Regions from separate parts of the Pan troglodytes genome. Here region 1 is linked to region 2. Evidence: chromatin contacts called from public Hi-C data. All regions are on one chromosome and are shown on one strand. The core of a region is the stretch at or near the end of the contact, and the rest is flanking DNA. Distances in the headings are between cores, read along the strand shown.

Region 1 (6,179 bases), core at 1,387-3,886, 130 kb before region 2:
GAGTAAATAGACAAACTATAGTACATCTATACAAGGGAATACTACTCAGCAATGTAAAGGAACGAGCTACTGATACATGCAATAATGTGGATGAACCTCAAAGGCATGATGCTAAGTGAAATAAGCCAGACTAAATGGCTACAGACTATAGAATACAACTCATAGAACATTCTGGAAAAAGCAAAATGATAGGAACAGAAAACAACTCAATGGTTGTCTGGAGGTAGGGATGGGGTAGACTACAAAAGAGCAGAAGGGACTTTGGGGAGGTCATGGAACTGTGCTATATGTTTATCGTGATGGTGGTTATGGGATTTTATACATTTGTTGAAAGTCATAGAACTCTGGGAGGCCAAGGCAGGAGGATCACTTGAGGCCAGGAGTTCAAGACCAGGCTGGGCAACATAGCAAGACTCTGCCTGTACAAAAAAATAGAAAAAAATTGCCAGGCCTGCTGGCATGCACCTGTAGTCCCAGCTACTTGGAAGGCTGAGGTGTGAGGATTGCTTGAGCCCAGGAATTAGAGGCCGTAGTGAGCTATGATCATGCCACTGCACTCCAGCCTGGGCAACAGAGCAAGACCCTGTCTCAAAAAAAAAAAAAAAAACAACTCATAGAACTGCACAGATTTTATTTCATGTAAATGATACCTCAGTTTTTATAAAATAAAGCAATTAAAGATCCCAGAAGCATTGGGATTCTCTACCTGTTGGAGGATTAACCCCAGAAACACAGGAGTGAATGGAAGGCTCTCAGATATTGCCACTGGATCATATGGAAGATACTCCCCTCCTGACATGAACACAGAGCTGCAGGGGCAGTGAGGACCCCTTGGTGGGAAGGCAGCCTGCTATCCCCTAACTGGCACCTAAGGTGTAACCAGCAGATCCTTAGCTTATTTTTAAGTGAAGAATAAAATTCAGAGGCATTAATTGACTTGCTGAGTCCATGGGCAGTGAATGGCAGAGCTGAGATTCAAGCTCTGTAATATGCACCACCCCCCTCCTCCTCAAAATGCAGCTGGGATCTCTGCACCCCCAATTTGTAGCCCTCTTCTGGGGCCTAGCCTCATCTCAAGTCTGTCTCCAATCTCAGGATTTATTCCAGCAGACCCGAAGGTGGGTCAGTATTTAATCTCTAAGCTGCTTGCCAGCTGCTCACAGTTTGACTTGCAGTAGCCACTAGAAATCTCTTTCCTTTCCCTTCCCAGCTGGAAATTGCTGGCAGTAGGGGAGGGCCCAGGAAGAACCAGGCTCTCCCAAACCCCACCTATAACACGGCTCCACCACCCCCTAACCCCTGCTCCTTCTCAGGTGTTCTGTGCCCCAATCACCCTCACCTCCTTCCTCATGCTCACGGCCCACTCTGGGACAACTACTCTTTGTCCAGTTATTCATTCAGAAAACAATCCCCGAGGGCTTGCTGTGCGCTGGGCCACATCTGCCCCCAAGGAGCCAGAAGGACAGTGGCATAATCAGACACAAGGGCCTGGGGCCAGGGAAGTAGGACTTGACTCTGGCTCTGCCGTTACTAGTTCTGGACAAATGACCTCACCCTTTTGAGTCTCAGATTTCTCATCTGCATAATGCAGATAACAATTGTTCCTACATCTTATAGGGTTTAGTTGAGAATAAATAAGATAGTGCATGCAAAGCCCATAGAGAGCTGTTCACCAGTTGGTAGCTAGAGGTGTAATAAAGGGCTTCAGGGCTCACAGATACAGATGAGCTCAGCCTAGGGGGAGGGAGGAGGAGGAGAGAGTCATTGAACAGGTAGTTAGGAATGAGCTTGGGTCACTCCAGGCAGAGGCCTCTGGGGATGTAAAAAGGAAGAGGAGTTAGTTTCTGGTTTGTTTTGATAATTCAGTGAGTTTATGTAAAACATTTGAAACTGTTCCTGGCCTGCAGGTGCAAGCTCTAGAGATGATGATGATGATGATGATGATGATGATGATGATGATGATGGTAACGTGGGGGGGATTTAGCCCAATATTTGAAGCCAGAAGGACGGTGGCATGGTCAGACATGTGTCAGAAGCTGACACATGGTGACAGCTTCTTGAGGCTGTGCCTCACCTGGGTCTTCATTCTCTCCAAGGCATGGAAGATTCTGGCTCTTTGAGGATTCAGGTCTACACCACAGGAGATCCCGTAAGCAGGAAACTGAGTCAGAGGAGTGAAGGCAAAAAGAGGTCCTGAGGGGCTGGAAAAAGAGGAGGGGGACAGAGAAAAGCTAGAAAACAAGGAGGGTAGACGAGGATGCGGGGGATCAAAGCAGCCCTCCTCTTCCCATGGCTCCCCCTCCCAGGTGAGAGAAACAGCAAGCTCAGAAACCCCTGCCAGGTGACCCAGCATCCCAGTTTGTCCAGGACTGTCTTGATTTTAGCACCGAAAGTCCTGCATTCCCAGAAACCCCTCAGTCCCAGGCAAACGGGACCATTGGTTACCCTGTGTGCCCCGCATTGAATTCCAGCTCCTCTTCCCCACCCCCAGCCTGCGGAGAACAATCTGGTCAGGCCCTCAGGCTCTTGGCCACAACTTACCCTCTTCAGAAGGTTCCAGCAAGAACAGGGCAGTTAGGGCCCCAGTTTGGCTGACAGTGCCTCTGGGAGTCCCCTGTGTTCCAGAGGACAGGAATGGCTTCCTGGGCTCTGAGGCACAGGCTTTACCAAGCTCTCCAGGGGCCGGCAGATGTGGCGCCTAATTTCCCCAGTGCTAATCCCTCAGAGTGCCTGCTGCCATGGGGATTAGCTTCTGGGGTCCCCAAGCAGCGGGGAAGCGGGGGAGATCTGTCAGGGAGCATTGGGTAACATCATGTGACCCGAGTGCTCCAGGCTGGTGAAGAAAGGAACACTCTCTCCAAAAGGAGTGTCTGCCAAACCCAGTGTGGAAAAGGGATGTCAGGAGGCCACCAGGGTCATTTCCAGCTGGGAAGGGAAAGGAGAGAGATTTCCAGGCTTGGTCTGACCCCACACAAGCTCCTCAGGCACCTCTGAGGAAACTGGAGCACGAAGGAACCTAGTCTAAGGACCACTGGGGTCAGCCTAGTTGTGAAATATTCAGGTAACCTGGGTCCAAATCTTAGTCTGTCACTGCCAGTGTGAGCCTGTGTGACCAGGGATCATAACCTCTTTGCCTCACATCTATAAAATGGGGACAATAATACTAGCTTGGTTAGCGTGCAGGTTAAATGGAATGCGCCCTTGAAGCAGGCAGCCCAGAACCCGGCACCTAGTAAGTGCTCCATAAATTTTGGCTTCTTGTCATGGACTTGGCTTTTTTTTTTTTAAAGACAAGAACAGCTGAGCATGGTGGCTTATGCCTGTAATCCCAGCACTTTGGGAGGCCAAGGCAGGAGGATGGCTTGAACCTAGGTGTTCGACATCAGCCTGGGCTGAGACCTCGTCTCTACAAAAAATTTAAAAATGGCCAAGTGTGGTGGTGTTGCCCTGTAGTCCCAGCTACTCTGGAGGTTGAAGCTGAAGCATTGTTTGAGCCTGGGAGGTGAAGGCTGCAGTGAGCCGAGATAAGATTATGCCAGTGCGCTCCATCCTGGATGACAGAGTGAGACTCTGTCTAAAAAAAAAAAAAAAAAAAAAGACAAAGTTGTGCTCTGTCACCTAGGCTGGAGTGCAGTGGTGCAATCAAAACTCACTGCAGCCTCCAACTCCTGGGCTCAAGTGACCCTCCTGCCTCAGCCTCCTGAGTATCTGAGACTACAAGCATGCACTACTATGCCCAGCTAATTATTATTTTTTAATTGCTTTTGGTACAGATGGGGGTCTCCCTTTTTTGCCCAGGCTAGTCTTAAACTCTTGGCCTCAAGTGATCCTCCCATATCTGCCTCCCAAAGTGCTGGGATTATAAGTGTAAACCAAAAATAAAATTCTAAGGCCCCCAACCATCTGAATGCACTTCCTCCTCAGCCAGCACATTCTTAAAATTTAACCTGAAAGACCGAAAGACTGGTTTAGGCCTTGACGGGGAGTAGGGGTCAAACGTGCCTCATCATACTTCTCCAGCATAACATCACATAACAAATAAGGAAAGAAATCAAAATAGTTTAACCCCAAATATATTTCCTTGTTATATCTTGAAATTGCCCTGCAAAGTTTGACTCTTGTGGGAAAAATCTACATTCTGTAGAGAATCCTCCTTTTCCTCTTCCATTTGCAGACCCAGGAGATAATCAACAGTCAGGAACCCTTTTAAGTCCCATAAGAAAACATTTTATAACCTATTCTCTCTGAAGCCTGCTAGCTATAAACTTCTTCTGCACAATAAAACTTTGGTCTCCCCAGTCTTTTATCTTAACCCAAACATTTCCTTTCTATTGATCTCAGGTCCTCAAACTCAACCAATTGTCAACTAGAACATTTTAAAATTTACCTATAGCCTGGAAGCCCCCACATCGAGTTGTCCCACCTTTCTAAACCAAACCAGTGTACATCTTAAATGTATTTGACTGATGTCTCATGCCTCCCTAAAATGTATAAAATCAGCCAGGTGCGGTGGCTCACGTCTGTAATCCTAGCACTTTGGGAGGCCGAGGCGGGCAGATTGCCTGAGCTCAGGAGTTCAAGATCAGCCAGAGCAACATAACAAAACCCTGTCTCTACTGAAAATACAAAACATTACCCGGGCGTGGTAGTGTGCACCTGTAATCCCAGCTACTTGGGAGGCTAAGGCAGGAGAATCACTTGAACCTGGGAAGCGGAGGTTGCAGCGAGCTGAGATCATGCCAGTGCTGTCCAGCCTGGGCAACAGAGCAAGACTGTCTCAAAAACAAAACAAAACAAAAAAAAAGCTGCACCCCAACCACCTTGGGCACATAATCTCAGGACCTCCTGAGGGCTGTGTCATGGGCCATGGTCACTCATATTTAGCTAATATTTCTCTTCAAGTATTTTATAGAGTTTGACTCTTTTTGTCGACATAGGTGTGAGCCACCACTCCCAGCCATGACCTGGCTTTTATGTCAAACTTCTACCTGGCCCCTATGGCAGATATCAGATCTCTCTCTGTGAACATTCTAGAAGATTTGCTATTGATTTTAGTTGATACAAAAGATAAAACATATATTCCTTCTCAACATTAGATGAGGTTGCACATTGGGGTTACTTGGAGAGCTCTTAAAAACCACTGGTGTCTGGGTCCCACTGCAGAGATCCCCAGAGGCGCAGCTTGGATGCCGCAGCCTTTGAAGACTCCTTGGTGATTCCACTGTGTGGCCAAGGTTGAGAATCAGTGCCCCAGATCAGTGTGTGTCCCACTTACTTGTGGGTAGGAGCATCCTAGCGATTGTGTTACATGGTAGGTTCTGAGCCAGTGAGTCGGGGTGGTATCTGAGAGCCTACATTTCTAACAAGCTCCTAGGTGATGCTGAGGCTGGTGTAAGGACCACACTTTGAGGAGCGAGGCTCCTCTGCAACTCACGGATCACACCAGCCTCCACCTCATTATTTCAACAGAGCCTTGAATTACTATCTCCTTCTACTAATGCTCAGGATCGGGGATGGATGGAGGCAAGCCTTCTAGATCTTCTTCTGTAGCCCCCATAGCCAAAAATCTGAGTGATTTTGTCCAAACTCCACATTGTATGGCTGGCAAAAGAGGCTCACAGAGGGGAAATGACTCACCAAGGTCACATAGCAAGTTTACTGACAACAATTGATCTGGGACCCAGGTCTTTTTCATTGCACTTGGCTGTTTGGTTAATCTTCTCTGTGGCTCAGAGCTGGCAGCCCGCTTCTTGGACACAGACTGCGTGTTGACAATGTACCACATACGGTCTTTAGAGCCCCCTGTGCTATGTCCTCTGGTCTCCACAATCCCAGGAGGCAGCTTCTATTCTGTCTCCATTTTACATCCGAGGAAACTGATGCTCCGGAAAGGGAGGTCCCCAAGAAATGGCAGAACTGGGTTTGGACCCAGGAGTCCTGTCGTTCCCCAGACACTGACAAGACTCCTCGGTTGCTGTGAGGATTAAATGGAATGTGCTCGTGAAGCAAGCAGCCCAGAGAGAGCCTGGCACCTATTAAGGGCTCCATAAAGTTCGGCTTCCTACAATGACTCGGGTTTTTTTGTTTGTTTGTTTGTTTGTTTTTGAGACAAGGTCTCACTAACACTACCTAACACTAATCAGTCTATGGGCAAGGACTGTGTCTTATTCAGGTCTATG
Region 2 (6,806 bases), core at 3,463-5,962:
GGCGGCTTAGACTCTGTAGCTTAAACCGCAAGTGGCGGCTGGAGGCCGTCTCCTTGTAGCTTGTAAATTCGGCCATGTCTACTGCCAGCCAATGTGGGCTCCTAGAGGCATCCAATTCCACTCAAGGGGATGAGAAATGGTTACCTTTCTCTTGGCAACCACAATCTTCTTTGACAGCTGGAGACCATCATCAATCTACAGAAGGAAAGTAGAAAGCATGTCAGTCAGCAAATGTAAAACCTGCACGTTAGCTCCCAGTTATAGAAAAGAGCTCCTATCTGTTCCTGGTGCCTGGATCATAGCAGGGGCTCAAACCTGTTGAATGAATGACTTGAATAAACCTGCAAGAAAACACTGGTTCTTTATGGCCGATATTGAGTTGATACCTCATTTTGCCCTAATAAAGAATGTCACCAGTGGCAGCATGGCAAAAAGACATATAAGAAGCCTCAATTTTCATGGCAGGGTATAATAACATCATTACCATCTGCAACCTGCATAATCTCAGGAGAGTCATTAACAATGGAAACTAAGTCTCAGTTTTACTTAGTGGTAAAATGGGCATAATGATGTCTACCGTATTTCTCCCCAGTGTTGTTCTGAGATAATATGTGGAAGATCTTGGTAACAAAGCAATAAACAATCCTAAGATTTTTTTTTTAAAGATTATCTCTTATGAGCTATTGTGACTTAAAAGTGATACAAATTAACCCTCTGCCTTGCTATAAACGGTGAGCTTCACAATATACTAAAACAATCTCTCTACACCCATTTTCAACATCTCTTCTCCCAAAAGTATATTTGTAAGTGGAATTCAGGTGTGAGTTGGCCCGACCCAGCCAACAGGCAGCTTCTACAAAACGTATCCTTTTGCACTGTAAAAGAAATGCCCCAGATGTTAAGGTTGGTATGAAGACTGGTTTCTTTGAAAGCCATTTCACTGGGGATATATACCAAACATATAATAATACCCCAAGGAAATAGAGAAAGGGGAAGGTTTAGTTTTTTTATGTAATTTTCTCATTTTTAAAACAGGAGAATGGATTGATAAATGTATTTTAAACAGCTTTCATGAACAATAAGTCCTACGAAATTAAAAGGCAAACAACAGACTTCCATTTCCACCACTACGGCAAACCAGATAACCTGGAAAACCTCTAATACTATAAAACAGTTAAAAATACTGAATAAAATGTAACAATCACTTAAAATGTATAGTTGATCACATAGAAAGTAAGTGACATTCCAGCTAAAACCAGAGGAAAAGAAGACTAAATGAAAAATAATAGTAAGTTTAAACTACCACTGAGCTGTCCTTCTTAGGGTCTTGCCGATCTCCAGAACCAAGGAGTTTGGGTTCTAACAATCATGCAGGTATAAGAGGCAAGAGTTTGGGCCCAATAGAGGTGGTAAGTTGAAAATGAGACTCCAGTCCCCAGTCTAAAGCAAGGACTATTGAAGAACTACAGCTCCAGGATAACTAGTGAAAAAAGTCACCTCCCTGATATAGGGAGATAAGAGCACCTGGGCTCCATTAGGGGTTAAAGGAGGATTATCCCTAGAGAATTTATAATCTTAGACCTGCTCTCACTTGAATTCAGAGTTCAAATTTATACCACCTGAGTGGTCTAGAACCTATCTGTCCTGAGAAACTAACATAAAATGGCCATCAGCCTAGTAATATCCCTGGGAAACCTAGCTGAGCAAACAAAAGTACTCTGGAGGGAGCCACTCTCTACAGAGGTCACACAGGATTCCCACAGATTAAAGTCCAGCTGAACCTGAGCTTATAACTAAAAATTACAAAACACATAAAGATCCATCTTTTACTTGACTGGGCAGAGCAAGTCAAGTAAAAAAGAACCAAAGTTACTAAGATTATTGGCTAGAGACCATACAATAAGTACATTCCAATGTTTAAAGTCATAAAAGAAGGAATGAAAAAAAAACAGGAGAAAGGAACAAGGTGCTATCAACAAAGATCAGAAGATCTGAAAGTTAACCAAATACAACAGCTAGAAACAGAGATGAGAAATGGCATATTAGAGGCAAAGGAAGATATTAATAGTGGTCAAGAGAGATACGTAATTACAAAGAGCAGCACAGAGTTAAAAAGATGGAAAAGGTAAAAGAGAGGTTAACAGACGGGGAAATAATTAAAAAGGTCCAAAACAAGGAAGTTTTAACAGGCAGCCCAAAAGGATAGAATACAGAATGGGGAACAGGCAATATTTGAAGAGCTAGCAAGTAAGAATTTGCAAGAGTTGATTAAAGATATGGACCTCACATTCAGGAAGCAATGTCCCAACAGGAGAAAACTAAATCTGCACCTAGACACATCGTAAGGATACGGAAGAATGTATCACAAACAGAAAATCTTTAAAAAGAAAAAAGAAAAAAAGACCATTGTCTCAGTCCATTTGTGCTGCTGTAATAAAATACCTGAGGTAGTAATTTAAAAGGACAGAAACTGGCCAGGTGTGGTGGCTCACGCCTGTAATCCCAACATTTTAGGAGGCTGAGGCAGGAGGATCACTTGAGGTCAGGAGTTCAAGACCAGCCTGAACAACATGATGAGACCCCCATCTCTACTAAAAATACAAAAATTAGCCAGGTGTGGTGGTGCGCACCTATAATCCCAGCTACTTGGGAGGCTGGGGCAGGATAATTGCCTGAACCCACAGGACGGAGGCTGCAGTGAGCTGAGATCGCGCCACTGCACTCCAGCCTGGTCGACAGAGCAAGACACCATCTCCAAAAAGAACAGAAATTATTTCCTCACAGTTCTGGAGCCTGGGAATATAAGATCAAGGCACCAGCAGGTTTAGTGTCTGCTGAAGGCCCAGTCTCTGCTTCCAAGATGACACCTAGAATGCTGTTTCCTCACAGGGAAGAAGGAATGGAACAAAAAGGGTTGAACTTGCTCCCTCAGGCCCTTTTTTAAAGGTGCTGATCCCTAATACTATCTCCTTAAAGGTCCTACCTCTTAATGCTGTTGCACTGGGGTTAAGTTTCAACACGAATTTTGGAGGAAGCAAAAACATCCCAAACACAAAAACAATCTATAATAACAACTGAACCACTTCTCAGTAGAAACTTTTAAGTAGGTGGCAAGTAGAATGGACTACAGGGGATAAGAGTGGGAGCAGGAAGACCAAATAGGAGGCTATTGCAGTAATCCAGGCAAAACATAGTTATGGCCTAGACCAGGATGGTGGCAGTACATGCGTTCCAAGAGCACGTGACCAAGACAGTTGAGAAATGGTCAGAATTCTGGCCGTATGAAGGTACGACCAAAAGATCTGCTCTTAGACTACATGTGAAGCATGAGGCAAAGAAAGGAATTAAGAAGCCGAGTGCAATGACTCATATCTATAATCCCAACACTTTGAGAAGCTGAGGTGGAGTTCAACACCAGCCTGGGCACAACACAGTAAGATCCCGTCTCTATAAAAAAAGGTAAAATAAAATAAAATTAGAAGGTACAGTGGCATACACCTGTAGTCCCAGCTACTTGGTAGGCTGAGGCAAGAAGACTGCTTGAGCCCAGGAGTTTAAGGTTCCAGTGAGCTATGACTGTGCCACTGTACTCCAGCCAGGGTGACAGAGCAAGACCCTATCTCTAAATAAATAAGCAGATAGACAGATAGATAGATAGGAATTAAGGTAGACTCTAAGGTGGCTGGGCTGAATTTGTAGAGGGACAGCATTACCATCAATTCAAATGGAGATGACCGCAGATGGAGCAGTCTGAGAAGGAAGATGAGGAGTCTCATTTGGGACATGTGTATGAGATGTATATTAGATGTGTAAGGGCCCACTTGAAATTCCTGGTAACGATTTAAAGTGAAACCAATCCACAAAGTTCTATCTTTTTCTCCAGTCTTGTTCAGCTGGCTGAACAGACAAAAGAATAGAGAAACCAGAGTTGGACTGAACCAGATCGAAGCACTGCAGAACAAAGCAAAAGAAGGACAGGAGAGCAGAGGATGTGTGTGAGGGACTTTAAATTCACTCAGTACAGAAGGAGGTGAAGAATAGTGAAAATATAATAGAAACTAATGAAGTGAAGGTCCCAAGGGGACTTGAAGGCTTGTTGGAGTAAGGGTACCAGGTACCAGAGGAAACTAAGCCTGAAATATAGAAGACAGAAATCAGAGAGGGACTTCAAGGAATTGAAATCATGGAGGGACTGTAGTTATTGATAATGTCAAAAACGAAGGTATAATCATAGGAATCCTGTGGGGGAGTAGGGAGAAGTAGAGAACAAGATCATTAGAAGAGAGAAATAATTGAGAGGTAAAGGTGTTGCAAGGGTCACCAGCATGTAAGCGCCATAAATTAACAGGAATAATGCTGGAAAGAGTGACATTAAGACAGAATCTGAAGTTGTTGAGAAGTTAGGGGCAGTGACTCAGGGTGTCAATAGACGGCAGCAACGATAGAGTATTAGGTGATGTCGTCCAATAAGATCACATTTAAAACTCAAGGACAAGAGTGAAGAAACAGTCTTAGACATAGAGAAAAACAGCCACCACTGGAGAGGGAAGAAATGACTCCAACAATGATCCTATGAGAAAGCTCAGGGCAAAAGAAAAACAACTGAAATTGGGCCTGGAGGAGACGCCAAATGCCAATTCTCTCCAAGCCTGATTCTTCTAATGGCTGCACTATAAGCCTAGAGCCACCAGATGGAGCCCAAGCTCAGCTCCTCAAAAACACCAACGCTTGAAGGTGTTGAAAAGACCAAGCCTTCCGCTTCCATTCAGATTCTGCCCACCCCGAATACTGCTCCCTGTCCATCATTCTGCTTCTCTGGGTACATCTTTCTCTGTCCTCTCATCTTTGCCTCTTTTGGTCCCCCTTCTCCTTTCCCCAGCCTACCTGCTTCCTCATTCTCAAAAACGGAGAGGGAAAAAACCTCCTATAGTTTATGTTTTTAAAAAGAAAGCTTTTCCCTTTTAAAAACTCTTGCATTTGGCCTTCTGCCCAGTGGTACAATTAAAATCTTGTCAATTTATACACAGGGTTGGTTTGGGAGGACTTAATTAAGTTTAGACCACACACCAATTTTAAATGAGTGTATGATACAAAGGGTCTGTGTTGCCATCGTAGTCACTGGAAGACAAATGATATATGATTCATCTATAAAGTGCTTTAAAACAGCATATCCTCATAAATATGCTTAAACCATTAAATTGTGTATTTTAAAGAGATAAACTTCATGATACATAAAGCATATCTCAATAAAGCTGTTAAAGAAAACCCAGCTTATCCTCAAACTGTAGCATTCTCTCAGCACATCTTATTTGTACTAGCTTATACTATAGTTTTCACAATCTCTTTTTCAAAAGAAGGAAACGTTAAACCTTAGTATAGCCCCATCTATAAATTATCATAATTCTGAATTAGGAGAGTCTGGGAATTATACCACCGTTTTATTTATTTGGCTTTTAGTGCCAATTTTATATGTTTTATCAAGACTCTGGATGATATGAATCAACTAGTACAGGCAATGAAAAAGCTAAACCCAGTAAATATGTAGCAAATACTTACTGGAAACATACAGAGAAAGCAGGTATTACACACCACTGCTTAAAACTCTCTAAAGGTCCTGGCTACTATTAGGATAAAGTCCAAATTCCCCATGATGGCACCCAAAGCCCTTCATGATGTGGCCCCGCCAGCCTCTTCATCTACATCCTCGCCCTCCCTCTTCCCTCTGGTCCCTCACTAGTTTGATTCCTTCTCATTTCTTCAGATCCCACTTTAGACAACGCATCCTTCTGGAAAATTCTGGAGTGCCTTCTTCAAACCCCAGGCCAGATCTGGGCCTCTCTTTTTTGCTTTCACAGTCTGCTACATGGTTCCCATCACAGAACCTATCACACTCTATTGCAGCTTTATTTACTCAATTCTTCTCTCCAACTTGTGTCACCACTATATTCTCAGTACCCAGCAGGGAGCCTGGCACACAGGGAATGCTGAAAATTCGATGAATTTGACTGATGAGTGAGCCTCCTAATTATCAAATAGCTTGTCGGCCCTTTGGCAATGACCATTAACAGAAAATAATAAGAATGTCCATGACCTAATCATGGACTACAAAGGAGAAAACAGATGGCAAGAGTGAACAGACAGCACAGAATCTCAGGCCCTGTGGTAATGCTCTGAATGATCTCATCCCTAGCCCTGTGCCACTTGCACAATGTCTCAACCACAATACTCTCCCCCTGACCTGCTGGGAAGCCCTTTCTTGCAGGTCTATGCCACACAAACAGGACATAGACATCAAAAAACCACAACACTCACAGGATGTCCAGCTCTAGTTATCGGACCAAGTGTTGGAGAAGTAGTAGAAAACATTTCTGGATCTTCCTCCACTCCTCAGAATGAGATTTCAGAGCCAGAAGGTAGCTAAAGATCATTTAGTCAACTGGTTTTCAAACTAGACTCAGCAAATCCCCTTGGGGTCATTTAGGGGAAAGACAACAGGGGAGATATTTTGAGCAGGCTGAACTCCAGGCTCCTTTCACTTACTCAACCAAAGCAACTGATTTTTAGCTTCTTACAATATTGGGCTTCTCCTATATGACTTTATTAAAGAATTCTACATAGCTTTTATTTAAAATAAAATCACTTACTTCATTCAAACCCCTTATTTTAGAAACAAGGAAACGGACTCAGAAGTAAATACTGTGCTTTTTCCAGCAGTTTAGCAAAAGTCAAGGACTTCAGTCTCCTGACTCTATGTTCAGGATTCTTCCCATTATGCAAAATCACCCCTTATAAACTCTTAAGCATTT

The links. A called contact is a pair of places that touch in the nucleus more often than the background predicts.
Region 1: a Hi-C map of stem cell-derived neural progenitor cells shows a contact between it and region 2, with 5 times the contacts expected there. The contact joins the promoter of LACTBL1 here to the enhancer-like site in region 2. A contact is called at or near these places in 3 of 7 Hi-C or Micro-C datasets (blood, induced pluripotent stem cells and stem cell-derived neural progenitor cells).

What each region holds. Positions count from the first base shown.
Region 1 is chr1:208,044,646-208,050,824 of NHGRI_mPanTro3-v2.0_pri, reverse strand. It overlaps LACTBL1 (lactamase beta like 1), which reads right to left and starts at 2,636. Exons shown (of 8, transcript XM_016950315.3): 1 at 2,542-2,636; 2 at 2,075-2,201. The coding sequence starts at 2,086.
Region 2 is chr1:207,920,312-207,927,117 of NHGRI_mPanTro3-v2.0_pri, reverse strand. It overlaps LUZP1 (leucine zipper protein 1), which reads right to left. Exons shown (of 4, transcript XM_063784821.1): 3 at 1-195. The coding sequence starts at 76. Among named protein-coding and RNA genes, the nearest start is that of KDM1A, 78 kb to the left of the region's middle. Within about 2 kb of position 4,712, at least 7 of the 24 cell types and tissues checked have an H3K27ac peak or open chromatin away from gene starts, as enhancers often do. A contact at or near this core is called in stem cell-derived neural progenitor cells, where this site is marked.